2 separate regions of the Pan troglodytes genome follow, and region 2 is linked to region 1. A link is a contact called in public Hi-C data. All regions are on one chromosome and are shown on one strand. Each heading gives the region's core, a stretch centred on a gene start, on an enhancer-like site or on the middle of the called end of the contact. The rest is flanking DNA. Distances are from core to core; before and after follow the strand shown.

Region 1 (5,485 bases), core at 1,823-4,322:
TATGTTATATATTACATATTATATTAGATATTAATACATATTATGTGTATATTTTATATATGTTATATATATATATATAGCCAGGCGTGGTGGCACACACCTGTAGTCACAGCTACTTGGGAGGCTGAGGTGAGAGGATCACTTGAGCCCAGGATGTCAAGGCTGCAGTGAGCCATGACCATGCCACTGCACTCCTGCCTGGGTGACAGAGTGAGGCCCTGTCTCAAAAAAAAAAAAAAAAAAGAAAAGAAAAGAAAACATATGTCCAAACAAAACTTTATACAAACACACATAGCAGCACTATTCATAATAGCCAAAACGTGGAAACTAATGTCCATCAATGGCTAAGCAAAATGTGGCCTATCCATACAATGGAATATGATTCAGCCATAAGAGGGAATGAGGTACTGACACATGCTACCACACAGATGAACTGGAAAACATCATGCTGAGTGAAAGAAGCCAGACACAAAAGGCCACATATTGTATGAGTCATGAGTCCATTGATATGAAATGTCCAGAATGGGAAAATCCGCAGAGACAGAAAGTAGACTGGTGGTTGCCAGGGGCTGGGGGAAGGGAGAGTAGAGAGTGGTTGGTTAAGGGATATAGGGTTTCTTTTGGGGTGAAAAAATGTTCTGGAATTAGATAGTGGTGATGGTTGCACAATATTGTAAATGTACTTAATGCCACCGAGTTGTACACTTTAAAGTATTTACAATGGTGAATTTTATGATATGTAAATTTTACCTCAATTAAAAAAAAATGGCCAACTACTCCTGCCCTGGACCGGACACTATGGTCGGAAGGACGACTTCTAACTCTTAGAACAAACCTTAGAGGATTGAGATAGTACTAACCTCATTTTATGGACACTGGGGCAATCCACAACCTGTCCCTTGACTAATGTTGCACAGTGATAAATTTGGGAATTGGATTCAGGTCTTCACTCCCAAGATGTGGGGCCCTTCTGAGAGGGTCCCACCTACCTATAGGGTTGCAGCGCACAGGTCTCAAGGGAATCCCCATTGGGAGGCCAACACCAAAGCCCAACCCCATTCAAGTGGTACAAACTGGTTCCTACGGGGAGGCTGTTTGTACCTCTGCCTCCTCCCACTCTTATCACCTTTCCCCACACCTACTACCATAGCTACTAGCAGGCTGACTCCACAGACTAGGTGGAGGGCTTTGGACATCCCAGTCTCAGGTACCAGGCAAAGGGCAGCCTGGTGCAGGGAACCCAGCAAGACTCTGGTTTCACATCAAACGGTGGTCAGTTTCTGCAGCAGATGTTCTTGGTGGCCTGCCCCAATTCCTTTGACACTCAACAGTCCAGAACGTTCTCTGAGGGCATGAGAACCCCACCTGAGGGCTTGGCAGCAATGCCCTTGGGAACATGTCCCAGGCAATGATATATGGGAACTAGAGGATAAATACCCCAGCCCCCTCACTCTCCAAGTGGGGTAACATTGAGGTATCTTTTATGGAGTCTCTCTGAGAAGCTCAGTGGGGTTGGCCTCCAGTGTCTCACTCTGGTGACCTCCTTTCCTAGTTGCTTCCCTTCCCTGCCCACTTCCCGGCCCTCAGATAAATCCCTTGGCCCCAAATCCTTGCTTCAGGGGCTGCTTCTGGGAGAGCCCAGCTGAAGACACCTTCTCTTGGTCACTTTTGCTTTCTGACCTCGGGCAAGTTCTCAAACCTTCTAGAGCCTTTCAGAGGTGTTGTATGTGAAGAGGCTGACCCAGGGGAGGTGCTGAACAGCATCTCGATGAGTAATCTGACTAGGAAAGATTGAGGGAGGACTAGTTATTATATATTCCACTCCCACACACCTGAGGGATTCAACACATGCCAGATTGCAATTGCAGTGGGGAACTTTCCAAACCAAATCTGATCACTTAGGGGTGGCAGCCTGATGTAATCTAGAAAATTTCAACAGAAGCTTCGCCTCCCTTCCATCCCTGTTCCAGCCCACAGGGCAACTTCTTGGTCAGCGCAGGGGGTTGGTGAGGGGTATGGGTGGAAGGAGGTATCAAGAGTGCCTGGTGTGGCCGAGTGTAATGGCTCACAACTGTAATCCCAGCACTTTGGGAGGCCAAGGAGAGCGGATCACTTGAGCCCAAGAGTTCGAGACTAGCCTGGGCAACAGGGCAAAACCCTGTCTCTACAAACAAAACAAAACAAAACAAAACACAAAACCAAAAAACACCTAAAAATTAGTTGGGCATGGGTATGCGTCTGTGGTCCCAGCTACTCGGAAGGTTAAGGTGGGAAAATTGCTTGAGCCCAGGAGGCGGAGGTTGCAGTGAGCCGAGATTGCACCACTGCACTCCAGCCAAAAGAGTGCAGAGTCCTTCTTTTGGGATCCCAGGTCTCCCCATGGCCAAAACCGCCCAAAGGAGAATGCCCTTTGGACTGGCTCTGCCTGGGCTCCTGCTTGACGGCTCAGAATACTCCAGAACTAGGATGACAGGCCTGAGGGGGCTGTGGCTGGTCCTCTGGTTTGGCAAATGCCTTCACCCTACCTGGACCCAGCTCTGCCTCTTCTGTCTAGGATGGGACTAGGCTGGCCTGGGGGCTGGGGCGAGGGTAGGGGGCCTAGGGCGTCCTTGCAGAGAGGCAGAAAGCCCCTCTGCTTGCTCGTCTTCACCCTCACGGCAGGCCTGGCTGCAGACTTGTTTGCTTTCAGTCCTGTGAGCTTTTTCCTCATACACACAGCTGACTGATTTTCTTCTCAGAGTGTGTGTGTGTGTGTGTGTGTGTGTGTGTGTGTGGTGTGTGGTGTGGGTGGTGGGGGGTTGTCTGTGAATGAGAAAGAAGTAAATAAAATACCTCAGGCGGGTGGGTCTCTGTCCTGTGTGCCCAGGCTGCCAGCCTGGCACCTGCCCAAGGTCTCTGGGCAAAGCCCTGGTCCACGGAGGAGCAGGGCTGTCTGGAGGGTGCCGGGGGAGGTGAAGGTGTCTCTGAGTCTGTGACCTTACCATCTAGGCTCTTGGGTGACTCCCCGAGGTGGCTGGCTGGTTTTGGTGAGCTCCGAAGCTGAGGAGGCTGACGGGGCTGCCTGGGGCTGCCTCCCGCCTCTCTGCCACATTCTTTTTCTCAGACAAACAGATTCCTTTGCTCACTGGAACAGCCGAGCTGGAGGAGCAGCTGTGAAAACAAACACGCGGCAGCTGACTGGAGGGCTGCGGGCTGTTTTCTGGGGGCTGCCTGGGCCCACAACTCCCTTTCTCCCTTCCAGCCACAGTGGGTGCCCTGGCTCCAACCCAGGAAGGGGAGGGTGGCCCCGTACTTTTGCTGCCTGGGAGTGGGCCAGCCCTGCTCCCTGGGTTTTCCTCACAAACGCCGTCCTCAGGTGGTTCTTGGCAGGCCTGGCGCCTCTTTGAGCCCCCTGACCGGCTGTGACTGTCTCCAGCCAAACCTGGAGAGAAAATATTTAGAGAAGGGGCCCCTCTCCCCTACTGAACACAGTCAGCTTTCAGTGCATTGGGAGTGGTCCTGGGCTGCCCTCCTGAGACACCCTGGGGTGCCTTGGGTGGGGTGGTGCTCCTCTGAAAGGAGCACAGTAGGCCCTGGCAGAGTTTCGGACCCTCCCTGAGTCTGTGGGCCACGTGGACAGCATATCATAGCTCTGATTCTATTCTACAGCGAGTGACGAACCATTTGCATATTGGAACTGGAAAAGACCCCTCAGAGGTGAGGAAAGCGAGATCCAGATGGCGGCGGGGGCCCACAGCCTGTTAGAATATTCTGTCTTCTCCCCTTCTTGGTGTAGCACACTCAGCCCAGGGTTACATAGCGTGGGATTATCAGCCAGGGCGCCAAGGCCCCAGCCAACAGCTCGCAGCTCTGCAACTGGCACGCGTCTTCCATCTGGGTGCAGCTCTTCCAGCACCCGGCCACGTGATGAACAGGAGCCTAGCCAGGGATGACCTGCCCTGAACCTGAGCATACCCAGCCAGGGATGCCGAGTTGTCCCCAGGTGATCCCCTTGCAGTCATCAGTCCTTGGGCCTGGGCTGACCCTGGAGGCCATTGCTTCAGCCAGGCGGCTCTCAGCAGCTGAGACAGACCCTGATGGGGTTGAGAGCTGAGAGGCTGGGTGGCAGATCACAGTGTCACCATAGGTAATGGTGGTGATGTCATTACTCTAAGCTTGTGAGCACTTTGGAAGCAGGACTTTGACTGTGTGGCTTACCTGTCGCCCTGGTCCCCCACTGGTGCCTGACACCCACTAGGTGCTTACGGATTGTCTGTGGGAGGATAGGGTCATCCAAGCCCTCAGCTCCAAGCCTCCTTAGGAAATGTGCTCTGCTTCTAAGTTGGCAAGAGGATGGCCCTTTCATAGATTCTCAGGGCTAGAGAGAGAGGCCTGAGAATTTCACAGGGAGCAGGAGTCATTTTTGGCAGTATTTTTAAAAAAATTAATAGAGATGCTACGTTGCCCAGGCTGGTCTTAGACTCCTGGCCTCAAGTGATCCTCCAGCCTCAGCCTCCCCAAATCCTGGGATTATAAGCGTGAGCCACTACGCCTGGCTCTTGGCAGTATTTTTATTGGACTTCAGTATTTCCCATGGATGTCAGAGCTTTGATAAACAGCAGCCAGTGCTCACGAATGAAGACATTGCTCAGCTTTGGTCAAATTAGATTGTGTTTGAATCCACAAAGAGGAAATAGGGTTGCAAGCCAGGCATTGTGTGGAGAGAAAAGGGTTTCCTACATTCCTTTAATTCCTACTCAGTGTATCAAGAGGGATGGGACGAGGCATCAGGAGAGGCTGTTCCTCCGGTCTGGGAGGACTGTGGAAAGATGGAGCTGGAGCTGGGGGAAGCAATGTGATCTACTCTGGGATCTGCCCCGAGGGAGGGAAGTATGTTGGAGAGGGGAGGGGGCATGCCTCAGGCAGTGGTATGTTTGCTCCCGGTTGTAGGGAGGGTTGGGAGAGGACACAGTATGAAGGCGGCACCCCGCATTCATCCAGTGGACTCTGCTTAAGAAAAACTCAGTGAGTGGCATGGTGTGGTAAGCAGAGCTGACCTTAGTTCCTTGGGTTTGGCGATGGTGCCCCTGTGTGGGGATGGTGGAAAGTAGGTGTGTCGAGGCCCCGTGGGCCTGGGTCACCGTCCAGATGGCGGGCATCACAGTCTTCAAAGGGAAGCACAGCTGGCCTGTCTGGGTGATGGGGATGACAGTGCATGCACCCAGAGAGTTGGGCCAGGAGTTGTCCAGCCTCAGACTTTAGTCAGGGAGAGCCATCTGCACCTCAGCAGTTACCATTCAGGGGCAGCCTAGACCAGCCACTCCACTGCAATGAAAAACTTCCAGGGGCCTCCTTGTGCTTGGGTCAGGGGTGGGGGATGGCGAGGGTGTCCAAGGACCTGATTTCTCTGCCTGTATAAGGTCTCATGCCCCTTTGCTGTTCAAAGTGTGCTCTGAGGCCCAGCAGCCTTGGCATCACCCAAGAGATTGGTAGGAGTGCAGAATCT
Region 2 (5,401 bases), core at 564-3,063, 48 kb before region 1:
CTTCCAGATATACCACTTGTACTTAGACCCTTATCTCAGGGTCGGCTACTGAGGAACCCAAACGCAGACATGTCACTTTGTTTGTTCTGGTCCTTCGTCCTGCTGGACTAGCCCCAGATCCCCTGTAGGTCCCAAAATGGTGCCTGGCCCATAGCAGGTCCCTCATAGTAGGTACCAGTAAATGTTGAATGACTTGAATCTGTATTAGAAAATCCTCTAAATGAAATATAAGCAAAACCTGTTTTTCTGTGGATTGTTCTCTCTGCCTGCATATGCCAGGGCCATTCCCACTTCTGTGCTTTAGCCCTGCCACCCCCTGCCTGGTCCTTTCCTATGGAAATCTGTAAGACTTAGCTTTAGCCAGGCACGGTGGCTCATGGCTGTAATCCCAGGGACTTGGGAGGCTAAGGCGGGAAGATTGCTTGAGGCCAGGAGACCAGCCTGGGTAGATAACATGGTGAGACCCAGTCTCTACAAGAAATTTTAAAAATTAGCTGGGCATGGTACTATGTGCCTGTAGTCCCAGCTACTAGGGAGGCTGTGGCAGAAGGATTTCTTGAGCCCAGGAGTTTGAGGCTGCAGTGAGCTATGATCGTGCCACTGCAGTCCAGCCTGGGTGATATTAATAGAATGAGACCCTGACTCTTAAAAAAAAAAAAAGACTTACCTTTAGCCTCAGCACTTCCCCACCTTGCACCACCCCCAAGAACACCCTGTCTGCCGCAAGTCAGCCTGCCCTGGTAGTTCCCTTCCCTGAATTGCTACTGAGCTTCAGTAGCACTGCCCAGCCTTGCACTTGCCGCTGATTTTGTTACATGTGTTCATTTTTTTCTCCACTGTGCTCTTCCATTCTCAAGGGTAAGTCTCACAATCCCAAGGGCTTCCTGTTAGTCACTTCTCCTTCTGTCCCCAGGAGGAATTCGAAGGTCTGACTCCATTATGAATCAGGGAAGATCAGTGTCATTGGCAAAAACAGCTTTTTTTTTTTTTTTCAGCCATGTCTCAAGAAACTTGCAAGTAAATGCAAGGCTTAGTTGTATGTGGATGGGTGCAGGAGTGGTGGGGCGCACAGAGATGGGGGAGGGGGATCTGGTAGAGAGACCCTGTGGCCATGACCTGCCTTAGCCCCACAAGCTTTTGAGCCCTGTTCTTGAACTCGATATGTCTTGAGTTTCACAGGGGGAATCTCTCACCCAGCTCAATGTGGTTCGCCTTCAGGGGTCCCTGCCAGAGCCTGTCTGGATTAGGCAATCAGGAAAGCCGACGAACACTGGGGAGAAAGCCTTACATGGACAGGGCATCCCAGATATCCCCTGCGGGCCTCCTTCCTCATTTCCAAGTTTCCTTATTAGATGGCGGAAATGTGTCTTATTCAGTCAAGAAGGACCCAGGCCAAGGTGAAAGGGGCACGGTTAAGCTCTCTGGGCCTGGAGTCACTCAAGCACCTGGAAGGAGCGTTCTCTCCCTTAGAGACAGTTTTCATTTCCACCTTGCTCAAAACAAAAGCCAGGTGGCTGGAAAAACAAATGCCTGTGCAGGAGTTCTTCTCACATCTATGCTGACTTTTCCAGACCACAGATTGGGACGTGCTGACGGACAGGCATGGGTAGATTTATGGCAGGAGATCAACATGAGATATCGGGGGCAGGAAGTGTGGCCTTCCAGTGCGCAGGGGCTGGCTGTGTGTCCTCGGGGTGGGTGCTGGGCTGGTTGCATAAGGGCCACAGGAAGTGTCCCTCAGGCTCAGGGCATGGGTTTCTCTGCAGTGGCCTGAACTCTGAGAGGAGCATAGGAAGGGAAATGCCTTTCTTCCTTAGTGTAGAGTTGCTGTTACCCTGGAAACGGCCCTTCTGGCCTACAGGGCCTAATAACATTCCTCAAAGTTTTCAGGAGTTGTGAGTTTTGGAATGATGACATGAATGTGGCTTTGTAGGGGCAGAACTCTGCCTCCGGAGTTAGGCGCATGAAGGAAAACACAGCAAAACAAAATGGAAAATGCAGCCTGTGGTTTAGAAAGACTATGGGGTTGTAGAATCGTAGCTGTCGAATGGGAAACTTCTGTGCATCTTTTTCCTTCTTTGATGGTAATTCCTGCGGTGTCCTAGCAAAGTCGGAAGTAGGATTCAAGTTTGGGGATTTTAGAATGCCCCTGGCTATGTACAGGGTTCCTTATTCCTCAAACGGTAGCTCTGTGGATCTCTGCAGTTGTATGGTTGGCTAGGAAAGCAGAAATTGTCATATTACAGAAATATTCAGTAATGAATTTTGCATGAAATTTGCCCCCACGCAGACATCCTTCACTCCTTCCTTATCAGCTACCTATGTCCTGCCCTTTGGTTGCCAGGAAGCAGACCACAGCCCAATACCGTGTGGTGCAACTGTGAAGTCCAGAACTGCTAGATTTTCTGAAATCAAATGAGGACGATGCCGGAGAATTACTTCCATCTCATGAGGAGTCACTAATTGGGATCTTGAGTGAGTTAGCTCGGTTCTCAGCCAAAGAGATGATCCATAGGCAGGAGGCATGATGGGAGTTTCCAAAAGTGGACCTTTTGAAGAACAAAGAATCAAGAGAGACCCTTGGGATAGCTGATGAAGGCCTTGAACCTTTTTGCCAAAATGACCCTCTTTATGATGGTGTGTGAAAGTCAAGGGTGAACTGGAGGCTGTTTTGTCTCTAGATGATTTGGTCGGGGAAAAGAAAAGCTTTGAACTCCCAACCAAACTTGTCAGCACTTTGTTACTGCTAAGAGTGGTGCACAGTTGCACTTAGAAACTCCATTTTCTTAAATATGAAATGACTTATTTTTTCCCCAGCTTCATTGAAGTATGGTTCAACAGAAAAATTGTATATATTTGAGCTATACAATGTTTGATGTATGTATACATTGTGAAATAATTAGGACAATCAAGCTAATTGACATATCCATCACCTCACATAGTTACCATTTTGTGTGTGGTAAGAACACTTGATATTTATTCTCTTAGCAAATGTATACAATACAGTATTATTAACTACAGTCATCATTCTGTATATTAGATCTCCGGAACTTATTCATCCTTCATAACTGAAACTGTACCCTTTGACCAACATCCCATTTACTCCGTGTCCCAGCCCTTGGCAGCCACCATTCTACTCTGTTTCTTTTTGAGATGGAGTCTTGCTCTGTTGCTGAGGCTGGAGTGCAGTGGTGCAATCTTGGCTCACTGCAACCTCTGCCTCCTGGGTTCAAGCAATTCTCTTGCCTCAGCCTCCCAAGTAGCTAGGATTACAGGCACCCACCACCAGGCCCAGCTAATTTTTTTTTTTTTTTATTTTTTTATTATTTTTTTTTTTTTTAGTAGAGATGGGAGAGATGGGGTTTCACCATGTTGCCCAGGCAGGTCTCGAACTTTTGACCTCAGGTGATCTGCCCATCCTGGCCACCCAGAGTGCTGGGATTATAGGCGTGAGCCATTGTGTCTGGCCCACTCTGTTTCTATGAGTTCGACTTTTTTAGATTCCATATATAAATGAAACCAAAAATAACTTATTTTTATGATTCAAGTGTCATTTTTGAGATTAAGTCCCAGTTCAATTTTTTCCCCTGTATTTACTTGGAAACCTTGGTCTCTATTTCAATTGGTTCACTGTAAGTGGGCTTTTCCCATGTGGGTTGACCTCAGGTGACAAGGGTCTTCAGCATTTCCAGGAGCTGGCAAGCTTGGTGACTTTGTTTCTCTTTGGTGGAGGGAGAGGATAAAGGCTCCAGAGGATGGAGTGGCATGGGCCGGCTGTTGCCCTACGCAGGATAGGGGGGTAGCATTTAGGGTTGGAGGCTCAGAAACAGTACATGTAAAACTGCCCAACTACCTGTTCAACTTCCTTCACATCTCCCATACCAAATGCTGGAGAAGTTCCTCAAATGTTTCCCACCGTCTCCCTCCCTGTAGCACCTCTCCAATCCATAGCCCCCTCTCCATCTCAGCATGCAGCTACTTCTTCCTCCTGATTTGAAGGCCCAAACCCTTGCCCTCAAAATCCCCCATCACTCTCTCCTCTTTCTTTTTCTTTTCTTCTTCTTTTTTTTGAGACAGGGTCTTGCACTGTCACCCAGGCTGGAGTGCAGTGGCACTTTCATGGGTCACTGCAGTCTCGACCTCCTGGGCTCAAGTGATCCTCCCTCCTCAGCCCCCCAAGTAGCTGGGACTACAGGAGTGCGCCACCACGCCCAGCTAAATTTTGTATTTTTTGGTGGAGACAGGGTGTATTAGTCCGTTCTCACACTGCTCTGAAGAAATACCCGAGACTGGGTAATTGACAAAGGAAAGAGGTTTAATTGACTCACAGTTCTGTGTGGCTGGGGAGGCCTCAGGAAACTTACAATCATGGCGGAAAGCACCTCTTCACAGAGTCGCAGGGGAGAGAATAAGTGCCCAGCGAAGGGGGAAGCCCTTTATAAAACCATCAGATCTTGTGAGAACTAACTCTCTATCAGGAGAACAGCATGGAGGTAACTGCCCCCACGATTCAGTGATCTCTACCTGGTCCCTCCCACAACATGTGGGGATTATAGGAACTACAGCTCAAGATGAGATTTAGGTGGGGACACAGCCAAACCATATCCTGAGGTTTCACCATGTTGCCCAGGCTGGTATTGAACTCCTGAGATCAAGCGATCTGCCCACCTCGGCCTCCCAAAATGCTGGGATTACAGGCATGAACCACTGCGCCTGGCCTCTCCCCTCTTTCATAATCGACATCTACTTGTTAGTAATGCCTGTTGGTCTTACCGTCAAAACACTCCTAGGCCGGGGTTGTTGGCTCACGCCTGTAATCCTAGCACTTTGGGAGGCTGAGACAAGAGGATCCCTCGAGCCCAGGAGTTTCAGACCAGACTCGGCAATATAGTGAGACCCTGTCACTATTTTTGTACAAAACGAAACAAAGCAAAACCAAAAATCCCACTCCCAGGCTTTTTTCATGGGTACCTGCCACCAGCTCTCTCTGCTAATGACTTCTCTCTGGCCTCTCTGCTTCACTTCTGCCCTCTGAATTTGAGTTTCAGTGAAGCCACTGTGCCCCTGTCATGTCATCATTCTTCAGCTCAAAACCCTTGAAATTTCCCAGCTCATTCAGAGTAAAAGCAGCACTGACTGAAACACAGTGTCCTGTAAGGCCTACACGACCTAGTTCCCATCGCCTGTCTGACTTCACCCTCTATTCCCTCCTCCTTGCTCCCTCCCCTCCAGCCACACTGCCTGGAACATGGCAGGCCTGCCTCTGCCTGCTCCTGCCTCAGGGCCTTTGCACTTGTTCCTCCTCTGCCTGGAATGCTCCTCCCTCTGCCTAGAAAGCTCCTCCCCCCAGGTAATGCCTTCAGTTCCTCCCTTCAGGTCTTTATGCAGATGTCAGCTTCTG

The links. A called contact is a pair of places that touch in the nucleus more often than the background predicts.
Region 2: a contact with region 1 is called in a Hi-C map of stem cell-derived neural progenitor cells, with 2.0 times the contacts expected there. The contact joins two enhancer-like sites. A contact is called at or near these places in 2 of 7 Hi-C or Micro-C datasets (blood and stem cell-derived neural progenitor cells).

The regions. Positions count from the first base shown.
Region 1 is chrX:40,183,053-40,188,537 of NHGRI_mPanTro3-v2.0_pri, reverse strand. No RefSeq gene overlaps it. Among named protein-coding and RNA genes, the nearest start is that of MIR3937, 98 kb to the right of the region's middle. Within about 2 kb of position 3,072, at least 8 of the 24 cell types and tissues checked have an H3K27ac peak or open chromatin away from gene starts, as enhancers often do. A contact at or near this core is called in stem cell-derived neural progenitor cells, where this site is marked.
Region 2 is chrX:40,230,348-40,235,748 of NHGRI_mPanTro3-v2.0_pri, reverse strand. No RefSeq gene overlaps it. Among named protein-coding and RNA genes, the nearest start is that of MIR3937, 150 kb to the right of the region's middle. Within about 2 kb of position 1,813, at least 3 of the 24 cell types and tissues checked have an H3K27ac peak or open chromatin away from gene starts, as enhancers often do. A contact at or near this core is called in stem cell-derived neural progenitor cells, where this site is marked.